Regions from separate parts of the Hordeum vulgare genome. Here regions 1 and 2 are each linked to region 3. The links are chromatin contacts, called in public Hi-C maps. All regions are on one chromosome and are shown on one strand. The core of a region is the stretch at or near the end of the contact, and the rest is flanking DNA. Distances in the headings are between cores, read along the strand shown. Region 1 holds the start of LOC123448752 (RGS1-HXK1-interacting protein 1). Region 2 has its middle 230 kb from the start of LOC123448753. Region 3 holds the start of LOC123448753 (probable arabinosyltransferase ARAD1).

Region 1 (3,400 bases), core at 396-2,895, 210 kb after region 3:
CCCTCAAACGGAAAGGTATTGCATACATATAGTGCATGTGCATAACCTCCGGCACCAAACTATAATCACTGGTAGGATTTAAGAACTTTAATATGGCATGAATACTGCCTATACTCCAATAAATAGGATACAACATCGAAACAATGGAGCCTATTTCTCCGCAGAACTTCTGAAGCCTCCAAAGAAGAGATAATTCTTGTGTTTTCTTGAAAAAAAAGAGATGATTCTTTATTAAAATTGTGATTGGTCTAGGAAATAAGATTAGTTGTATTTCAGTCAAAAAACAAAGAAGAAAACAACTGCAATTGCAACTGAAATGAATGTTCTCTTAAGACTAATCATTAGCCCAGACAACGAATACACATGAGCAAGAATGCATCGAATTAACAGGTTTTGCGACATCAACTCTAAAAGGGAAATATATCCGATGATCTGGCCTGTTAGCTCCTGAATAGTATTTCTCAGGTCAAAATCAGTTTGAACATTTGTGAAGAACTGGATAGATATGTGGTACAAGACAAATGGAAAGAGACTTGGCAGCCTGTCGATGGATCATGTTCTCTGGTTTCAGGGTTTGTGAAACTATATAGTTTTCCTTCACTCCCCAATTCCTATCAATGAGTCCCATTTCTTGTCTATGTGCGTATTCAAAGACATGACATAACCAACTTTGTGTCTTAATTGAAACCACCCATATAAGGTACTGGTTTGAGCAGATAAATTAAGTTGCAACCTATCTTTAGAAACAAATCTCAGATTCTTTCAGAACACTTTAAATATAACCTCTGAACAAGATGAACCCTGCGACAGTTGCACATCCAATTGCCTCAACTTGATGCTCGCTCGCAAGAACCACCGCATCCGAAATAGTAACTAAAATGGAAATAAAACCAAGTATTGATTGCGGAACCATCATAGTGAAATAAATACACCGACTGGGGGGGCTCTTGCCTTTAGCCCTCTCCACAAACACATCCTCATAGGCTTTGTACTGTGACCACAGCCCTGGCGTGAAGCTCTACATATGCAACCAGAAAGAGGGTTAGTGCGGCAGGGGAAAAAAGAAGCTTCAGGAGTAAAGAAAAAAAAATACCATCTCGGTTTAGCCAACAAAAAAGTGTAGCCGATGCGTGTGCAGCTATACAAGCATCGCGTGCAAGGGGAATGGCAGTCAAATATAGAATCGTTCAGGGACGAGATAGCATTCACCAAGCATAGGTTTTCTATCCCCAAAAATGGAATAGGAAGAGCTTAGTACTTTTTGCCATCGAATCGCAACCGAAGAAGAACACAAATTCAAGCACCATCTTAAAGACGGATTCGATTCAGTTATACACGGCGATTCCATACAGCCTGATAACACATCTGAGATGACGAAGGGCACTCAGAAACACGCGAATCCGCCCAAGATTTATTAAAGGCATTGCAAGTTTCTGTATGATTACGGAGCGGGAAGGGGTCGAGACCTGGAGCTTGCGGAGAGGCCAGGAGGAGGCGGAGGCGGCTTCCGCGCCTTGCGCCGGCGTGCGGCCGGTGTCCGACGACGCCATCGACTGGGCTCCTGCAGTTTCTCCGGCGACCGTGCGTTCGCGGATCTCTCGGTCTCTCTCTCTCTCTTTCCTCTTCACCTCCTCTGAACGTTCGTGACGTTCTCTTCCCTTCTTTGGGTAGTGCTATTTTAGGCCCGTTCGATCGTGGGCCGAGAATAGTTCTTTTTTCTTTAACGGTGGGCCGAGAAGAGTTTCAAATGCTGCGTTGGAGCCTTGGACAAAACCAGTCCCGGCCCATAGTCCGGGCAAACGGGGCACCCGCCCTGGGCTCTCGGGAGGCAGGCCCCGATTCAGGTAGCAGCTCGTAGTAGCATAACCTAGTGTAAATACGAAAAAAAAAGTTCAAAGAATAGCCCATCACGCAGAACGCATAAAGAATGGACCAACGACTCCTCTACTCGCCGAAATCACACACTCCTGAGAACGGCGCCGCCACTGACTCCCGTGCCTCTCGCCCTCTCTGCTTCCAAAGTCGCGACGAGCCATTAATGGAAACCTACGTCGTTAAGTCATTCCCTAACTAGCTCTCCTTCCTCGCTCCCCATCGACTCGACTTTGGAGCGCTTCCCATCCAACTGGACTTTGGAGAGACCAAGATGGTATATGTTCTTCTTTCTGCCCAGTAGTATTGTTCCTCAATTGAACGATTGATTGACAAATAGCTCTACATTCTGGCACCTACAATTTCAGATCGCACATCCATCACATGTTCACATGTGCATGTGTATTCTTTTGTTTTTCATTGGATCCAAATGTGAGAGAATGCTCACGAAGGAGATTAGAAGAAGGGAGAAATTTGGTTCACTTCAGGCGTGTCTTATTGTTGGTGCTGACTGTTCCGGTGTATGGATAAGCCACTTACATCCACATGAATCGGTTTTCAGGTGCTTTTGATCCCTGTATTAACATATCTTGAAGAAAGTATTTGTCAAGTAGTAGAATCCCAAAAGGGATCAATTGCTAAGTTTTTCAAAACTAGTAATTCTTCTAGGGAATCTTCGAGTTTTTATCATCATAGTTAGTATAAACATGAAACACTCAGTTTGCTTTACTATGCCTTATGCAGGATAGTTATTATTTGGGTAAAGAATTTTGGAGTGGAGAACATGGCAGATTAGGGATGATCTAGAGACAATTGTAAGTTCATCCATTAATTTTATATCTCATGGTAGCACGAAATTTTTAAGTTGCAACCAGTTTTGACGAGGCTATTTGTTTTTAAAAAAAGAAAAAAGAAGATGTGTCCGCTGACAATTAGGAAATTGATATTTTTCTGGAGCTATGTTGTTTCATTACTATCACGATATGGTCTTCTTGATCGATAAATAGTTGTACTCTCACTCTTAGAGTAGAAAGATCAATAATTTATGCTATGTACTGCATATTTATTTTGGTTTTCAAAAACAATTGAGATTTTGTTTGTCAAAGGGCCCCATGTTCTTGTATTGCCCTGGACCCCGTATATTTGTAGGTCGGCCCTGGACAAAACATAAACGGGTATGCATGACCCGGTCAGTTCATGCCACGTACTGACGTACCTAGGACACGTGCCTCTCTATCTCTCTAAAAAAATGTGTTTTCTTCAAATTTTTGTCCATAAGGCCATAAGGCCACTTCCGATGCATTGGTGCTAAGATGAGGTGCTAAGCACATTAAATAGTTTAGCAACTAAAGTCTCCAATGCATAGTTGCTTAGCTTATTGTAGCTAAGCCTCCTTATTTAATGCTTTTCCATTGGTGCATTTCTTTCATTTAATTGTTTTACCTAGGTTCACATGTTTAGCATTTTTCTTCCTGGGTCACCACACCCATCTCTCTCCTATTAATTAGCTTGCCACATCAGATTTTTT
Region 2 (3,302 bases), core at 162-2,661, 230 kb before region 3:
GACCGCGAGGGCGGCGTCTTGCATCCGTCTGTTGGCCGACTCGTACGCGCGAGCACTGCACCGAAGGGTTGATGTCGTCCGGACCGCAAGGGCGGCGTCTTGCATCCGTGTGTGTTGCGCGGACTTGAGAGTTGGTCGCGTCTTTGTAAGCCACCGCGGATAGTGAGTCGCCCGTGGCATTAATTTGACACAAGCTTCGTACTCGCAATATAGAGCCGTCTTTGTAATGAGTAATTGTACTAAAATACTGTAGGCTAGAGTGATTGTTCTCGGAGAAAATATATATATAATGGAAAATAGGTAGGATAAATATCATGTGATATTTTTGTCGGATGAATGCGGACACCGATGCTGAACGTAATCGGACGATGGCGTAGTTGTACTTTCGACATAATATCTTCACTCACATGGGCGTTCCTTTGTATTTTATCCTCATTTTCTTTTCAACCTTCCGAGGCCCAGCTACTACTCCTTTTTTATGATCTCCATGTTTGCAGAGGGACTGCATGTGGACTTGACTTTTCTTTCCGTGGCATAACGCATGCATGCATAGCTCCCTGATGTGTAGACTGTGGCCTTGGGAGTTTGCATATCGGTTTTGCAACTTGCGATGGCTGGCATGCTTCTTCCATTTGTATTAGACTGACCGATGAAGTAGCCTGTAGGGTGTTGCACTGCGCGGCATGATCATGGCCTGGACGTCTCCTTTTTTTCTTGGGCAAAGGATTCTTCTTCATTCCTTTTTCTCATGGAGCATCGGTTGGCTGATTTGCATTTGTACGTGTGTATTGCTTTCGGCTTTAGTTTCTCCTTAACTGTTCCGGACGTAGGTGCCGCCGACGCGATGAAGCTCCTATGGCCCAAGCACTTGGTCCCTCCAGTAGCTGCGTTAGTAAATGCAGAACAGTAGAAGCGAGTCGGCTCAGACAGAGCAGACCGGCGTTGACGCGGGCAAGCGGAGCAAGGCACACTGGCGGGGCGCGACAACGACTAGCGATGTGGAGCTGCGTGGATGGAGTCAGCGCAGCAAGGCGAGGCCTCGATGGTAGAGGCGAAGTGAGCAGCCACGGTGGAGGCAAGTGCGGACGGCAGCCGGTGCGAGGTGTGGCCGATGCGGCGGCTCGTGGCGCAGCGGCAAGGCGAGGAAGAGCCGACGTGGCGGGTTGCAGCGCAGCGACAAGGTGAAGTGGAAGCAACATGTCTGGAGAGAAGGCGAGGCCATGGCGGCTCAGGCGCAGCTGCAGAGGTCATGGCGGCGGCGGCTGGCGTAGTGAGGCCAAACGAGGCGGAGCGCGGCTGGGGTGGCTCTGAGGCCGAAACTGCAACGACGACTTGGTCGTGACAGAGGCGAAGCAGGGCCGGGCGGCTCGTTGGAGCAAGGGCGGCTCGGACCCGCACAGACGAGGCGAGCCCTGCAGTGACGCAAAGGACACGGTGGCGCGAGACCGAGCCCACTTTCGGGTCGGGGTGGTTTGGTGAACGAGCCTCCGTTTCTTCTCCTGGTCGTGGCCTGCTTGCACGGGTGGTGAGTAGACGGTGACCGGGTCTGTATTGATGTCAATCTCTAGGAAATCATGACCCCCTTTGTTTTTTCTTGGTTCCCTGGTCCGATTTGGCTTCGCCGCTGATGACGGCTGATCTGAATATCTCTTGACTTCGAATCTGGATCGCAAGTCGTGTGCGGTGCCGCACACCATGAGACCCTAACTTTTCTTTGAATTTCAACCTCGTATATATTGTTTCGATTCATCTCGCCGGAGATAATGTTGATCCTTCCGCCCGAGCCCTTTCATATGAAACCATCAAAAGCACGATTGTTCCGTGCCGGCTTTTTTTTATCTGATCTATCGCGAGTTTCTTGATCCCAAAAATTTTTCCTTCAAAAACACAATTTCATCGTGTCATCAACCCCACGGTGGACGCCAAATGTCGTGGTTTTGTCACGGCATATGTCCTCGTGTAATGACTTAGGTGTGGAGCCATCGCAACTATGTGGCGGCTTGAGAGAGGTTGGTCGGAATCGAAAGACGCGAGTTTACCCAAGTTCGGCCCCTCCGATGGAAGTAAAAGCCTACGTCCTGCTTGTGTTTCATTGATGAATATGATGATATCGATTACAAGGGTGCAGACTCACCACCTCTAATCTCGTGGGTGTCTAATCTGTCTATCTCATGATTTGTCTTGTCGAGACCGAAATTGTGAATCTTGTCCCTCTTGGGGCGCCTTACCCCTCCTTATATAAGTGGAAGGGGTAGGTTTACATGTAGAGTCCTACTAGGAGTAGGAATATGACTAGTCTCTCTTGAATCCTAATCCGGGTCTTGATTCCTTTGTGAGGGAGTTTCTCCTCTCCTTGGGCCTTCTCTTGTGAACCGGCCCTCCTAGCCTCTCTATGAGCCGCCTTATGCCAGGGTGTACGCCGGGCCTTGGGACTTCGTCATTTATCTGAGTCTCTTGTGGGGTCAAGTATGAATCGCCCGCCAGGTCGCTGGTGAGTCGCCGGTGAGTCGCCAAGTCCTTGGCGGGTCATACTTCAAGCCGGGTTACACTGTGGGGTATATCCTCGACACTTCTGGTACCTCAAGCCAAGGCGCAGCCCTCTCTCCCTCCACCACTTCGTGACACCCCGTAGCTAGTTCGGTACTGTACGGCGAAGCCCTGCCGGAGTAACTCCACCACCATCGCCGCCATGTCGTCGTGCTGTCGGAGAATTCAGCTACCTCTTCGTCTCTCTTGATGGATCAAGAAGGCTGAGATCATCATCAAGTTGTACATGTGCTGAACGCGGAGGTGCCGTCTATTCGGCACTAGATTGCGGGACGGATCGTGATGAGATCGCGGGACGGGCTGTGATTTGGACCGCGAAGATGTTCCACTACATCAACCGCGTTATATACGCTTCCACTTAGCGATCTACAAGGGTATGTAGATACACTCTCCCCTCTCGTAGATGGTCATCACCATGGATAGATCTTATATGCGCGTAGGATTCTTTTTGTTTCCCATGCGACGTTCCCCTATATATATGTGGCCAAGATGTACAACATCATTAGTTCACCTATACCAGATGTTGCCACCATAGGACTGCTTGCCAATAACACTTTAGTTTCTTCCAGTGCGACCGTTACTTCATCAATGCATTCAAAGTTTTTTGTCCGTTTGAGCAGTCTATAAAGTGGTAGTGCCTTTTCACCAAGGCGGGAGATAAAGCGGCTCACAGCCGCCATGCAACCCACCAGTTTTTGAACGTGCTTGAGTTCCGCAGGAATCACTAGTTGGGATAGAGCTCGGATTTTAGCTAG
Region 3 (3,251 bases), core at 10-2,509:
CCGAAGATACTGCTCACCATACAACCGGATGACCAACTTGGCAAACCTACGGACGGACTCCGTGGTTGTATCTTCCCCAATGCGAAGATACTCGTCGGTGTAATCCGCGGGTATGCCATAAGCGAGTACCCGCATTGCCTCCGATATCTTTTGATATGCACTAAACCTCATGATACCGGCGGCGGATCTACGACGTTTAAAATAATAGGAGGCGGCCTCACAATCGGTGACAATCTTCACAAACAAACTACGACGCATCCGGTACCTTCTGCGAAAGAGACGAGGAGGATATGTAGGTACCTCCGCGAAGTAGTCTCGCATCAAATGCTCGTGTCCGAGAGCGCGGTTCCGGTAGATGGTGAGTCGCCCCATCTTCGACCCTCTCCTCTGATCCAAAAGCTTCACGCGGTCTTCAAACGCTTGCACGTCGACGAGGAGGCTCATCATATCGACGTCGTCGTCTTGCAACAACTCGTCAATGTCCGAATCGTCGGATGACGACCAATCCAACGAATCCGACAACAGAGTCCATCTACATACCAAGTGGCTACAATTAGTGCCAATGAAGCAAAAATTAAAAACTTAAAAAGTAAAAAAAAATCTCACCGGGGCGGGGCGCGGGTGGGCGGTGTCCGGGGCGGGGCGGGGACGCGGCCGAGGAGCGGAGGGGCGGCGGGGCGGCGGCCGGGGCGCGGTGGGCCGGCGGGGGCGCGGAGGGCGGCGGCCGAGATGCGGAGGGCGGCGGGGCGCGGAGGGGCGGCAGCCGGGGCGCGAAGGAGCGGCGGGGCGGCGGCTGGGGCGCGGGGGGCGGCGGGGCTGCGGCCGGAGCGCGGGGGTCGGCGGCGGCCGATGCGGATTCCTCCCGCGTGGGGGAACCAACTGCCTCCTGTGCGAGGTGGGAAAATGAGTGCGGGTTGGGGGCAGTTTTCCCTCCCAACTCTCACTTCTACAGGCTGGGAAGGGGTTTGAGGGTTGGACCTCTAATTTTTTTTACGGGTTTAAGGTTTTAGGGTTCTAGTTTACGTCGTTTTTCCGATGAAAACTATAAAAAAACGGTTATTTTTAAGGGTTTACAAAGTGAGACCCTTGCACATGTCGTGAGGAATGAGAGTAATTTCGTTGTCTTTGAGGAAAGCGGCAAAAGGGTAGCGACCGCAATGTGGGTGGAAGTGCGTGCGTCCTTGCGTGGATCTGGAAAGAAGCCGTTCCTCGGTTCTTGCCGCACCGCATCCGTCCAAGCGCAACCGTCTCCTTCGACTCGCCCCGGATCCTGGTCCGACCCTATCGATCGAAGCCCCACCCCCGCCCGACGCAGGAGACCGCGGCCGCCACTGACCCATCCCCACATACCACACACGTATCCCCCACCTCCTCAGATCCGAGCGCCATGGCCGCCCACCTCCACCTCCACCCGCATTGCTATGCCTACCGCTAGCGGCTTCATGGCCGCCGCCGCCTCCTGCCGGAACCCGCTCGTCTGGTTCTTCTCCCTCGCCGCCGCGCTCTTCTTCGCCTCCTGGTACCTCCTCCTCGACTCCGCCGCCGCCCCGGCCGCGCTCGATGCCCGCCGCCAGGGGCTCCCCTCCGCCTCTCCTGGCAGGAAATGCGATCCGGACAAGGCGCTGCTGCGCGTCTACATGTACGACCTGCCCCTCGAGTTCCACTTCGGCATGCTCGACTGGGAGCCCGGGAGCGGCGGCGGCCTTTGGCCGGACGTCAGGCACGGCGTGCCGGAGTACCCCGGCGGGCTCAACCTGCAGCACAGCATCGAGTACTGGCTCACGCTGGACCTCCTCGCCTCCGAGCAGGGCGCGCCCACGCCGTGCAACGCCGTCCGGGTGCGCGACCCCGCCAGGGCCGACGTCGTCTTCGTGCCTTTCTTCGCCTCCCTCAGCTTCAACCGCCACTCCAAGGTCGTGCCGCCCGCGCGGACCAGTGAGGACCGGACGCTGCAGCGGAGGCTGATCGAGTTCCTCGCCGCGCGGCCAGAGTGGCGGAGGTCCGGCGGGAGGGACCACGTCGTGCTCGCGCACCACCCCAACGGGATGCTCGACGCGCGCTACAAGCTCTGGCCCTGCGTCTTCGTGCTCTGTGACTTTGGGAGGTACCCACACAGCGTGGCCAACATCGACAAGGACGTCATCGCCCCGTACCAGCATGTCGTCGACGACTTCTTGAATGATTCCACCGGCTACGACGACCGGCCGACCTTGCTCTACTTCCAAGGCGCCATTTACAGGAAAGATGTGAGTACCCTTTGATGAAAGCTTACTAGTTTTAGCTTAAGCAGGGAATTAAAATCGTGGTATGATTGGTCAACTTCCATTTTAATAATGTAGCCATGGTTTAAATTTTTGCTTTGCATGGGTCCTTCTCCTATATAGATTTGAGAATCTTTGCCATGTACTGCTACTATTTAACTGATTTAAGTTTCAGTCAATAGCACGATCCTAAGCTAGCACAACCTCATCTGTAGTCTGTAGTCTGGACACCCTCCGTGGTACTTGATTTGGACTTCAATGATTCTGGCCACGGGGAATATGGTACTAGTTGCAAAGAAGTAATTGCCATTGGCATTGCCTTGTTCAGTATCCAGCTCAGCTCAGTTTGTTTGGCAATCACCTCAAACTGGTGTAATTCGTCTTGCTCATTAATCCAGCGAACTTTGGTATACAATCACTTCTGTCATGTGGCTGTTATCTACTTATAAGCCCTGTTTATGTTGTAGCTCTAGTGAGTCGGTTTAATGCTTAAGAGGTTCTATAATCTGATAAGGTTAAGAATCCAAAATTATGATTATGCCACTCTCACACATTTGTGGCGGTAGTGTATAATGAGGTTTATTAAGCAAGATATATGAATTATTGACTGTCTGAAAACCGAGGTCCTGAGAATATGTGATCTATGTGAAATATTGATGGTTCTCACGGTTGATGATCTTTTGAATCACTACCTTGCAGGGTGGTTTCATCCGACAGGAACTTTACTATCTTCTCAAAGATGAGAAAGATGTGCACTTCTCATTTGGAAGTGTGGCTGGTAATGGGATTGAGGAATCGACACGAGGTATGAGGGCATCCAAATTCTGCCTCAACATTGCAGGGGATACGCCATCTTCCAACCGCCTATTCGATTCCATAGTCAGTCACTGTGTGCCCGTCATTATCAGCGACGAGATTGAACTCCCATTTGAAGATATGCTTGACTACTCCAAGTTCTGCATCATAGTTCGTGGTGCAGATGCTGTCAAG

What was found. A called contact is a pair of places that touch in the nucleus more often than the background predicts.
Region 1: a contact with region 3 is called in a Hi-C map of seedling, with 2.7 times the contacts expected there. The contact joins the promoter of LOC123448752 here to the promoter of LOC123448753 in region 3. A contact is called at or near these places in 2 of 6 Hi-C or Micro-C datasets (leaf and seedling).
Region 2: a contact with region 3 is called in a Hi-C map of leaf, with 4 times the contacts expected there. The contact joins the enhancer-like site here to the promoter of LOC123448753 in region 3. A contact is called at or near these places in 3 of 6 Hi-C or Micro-C datasets (leaf and seedling) and 1 of 1 datasets of contacts at active chromatin or transcription factors (embryo).

What each region holds. Positions count from the first base shown.
Region 1 is chr4H:406,960,848-406,964,247 of MorexV3_pseudomolecules_assembly, reverse strand. LOC123448752 (RGS1-HXK1-interacting protein 1) reads right to left here and starts at 1,645. Exons shown (of 7, transcript XM_045125749.1): 1 at 1,467-1,645; 2 at 952-1,018. The coding sequence starts at 1,550.
Region 2 is chr4H:407,403,775-407,407,076 of MorexV3_pseudomolecules_assembly, reverse strand. No RefSeq gene overlaps it. Among protein-coding and RNA genes, the nearest start is that of LOC123448753, 230 kb to the right of the region's middle. Within about 2 kb of position 1,411, at least 3 of the 3 cell types and tissues checked have open chromatin away from gene starts, as enhancers often do. A contact at or near this core is called in leaf and seedling, where this site is marked.
Region 3 is chr4H:407,174,410-407,177,660 of MorexV3_pseudomolecules_assembly, reverse strand. LOC123448753 (probable arabinosyltransferase ARAD1) reads left to right here and starts at 1,259. Exons shown (of 2, transcript XM_045125750.1): 1 at 1,259-2,246; 2 at 2,961-3,251. The coding sequence starts at 1,422.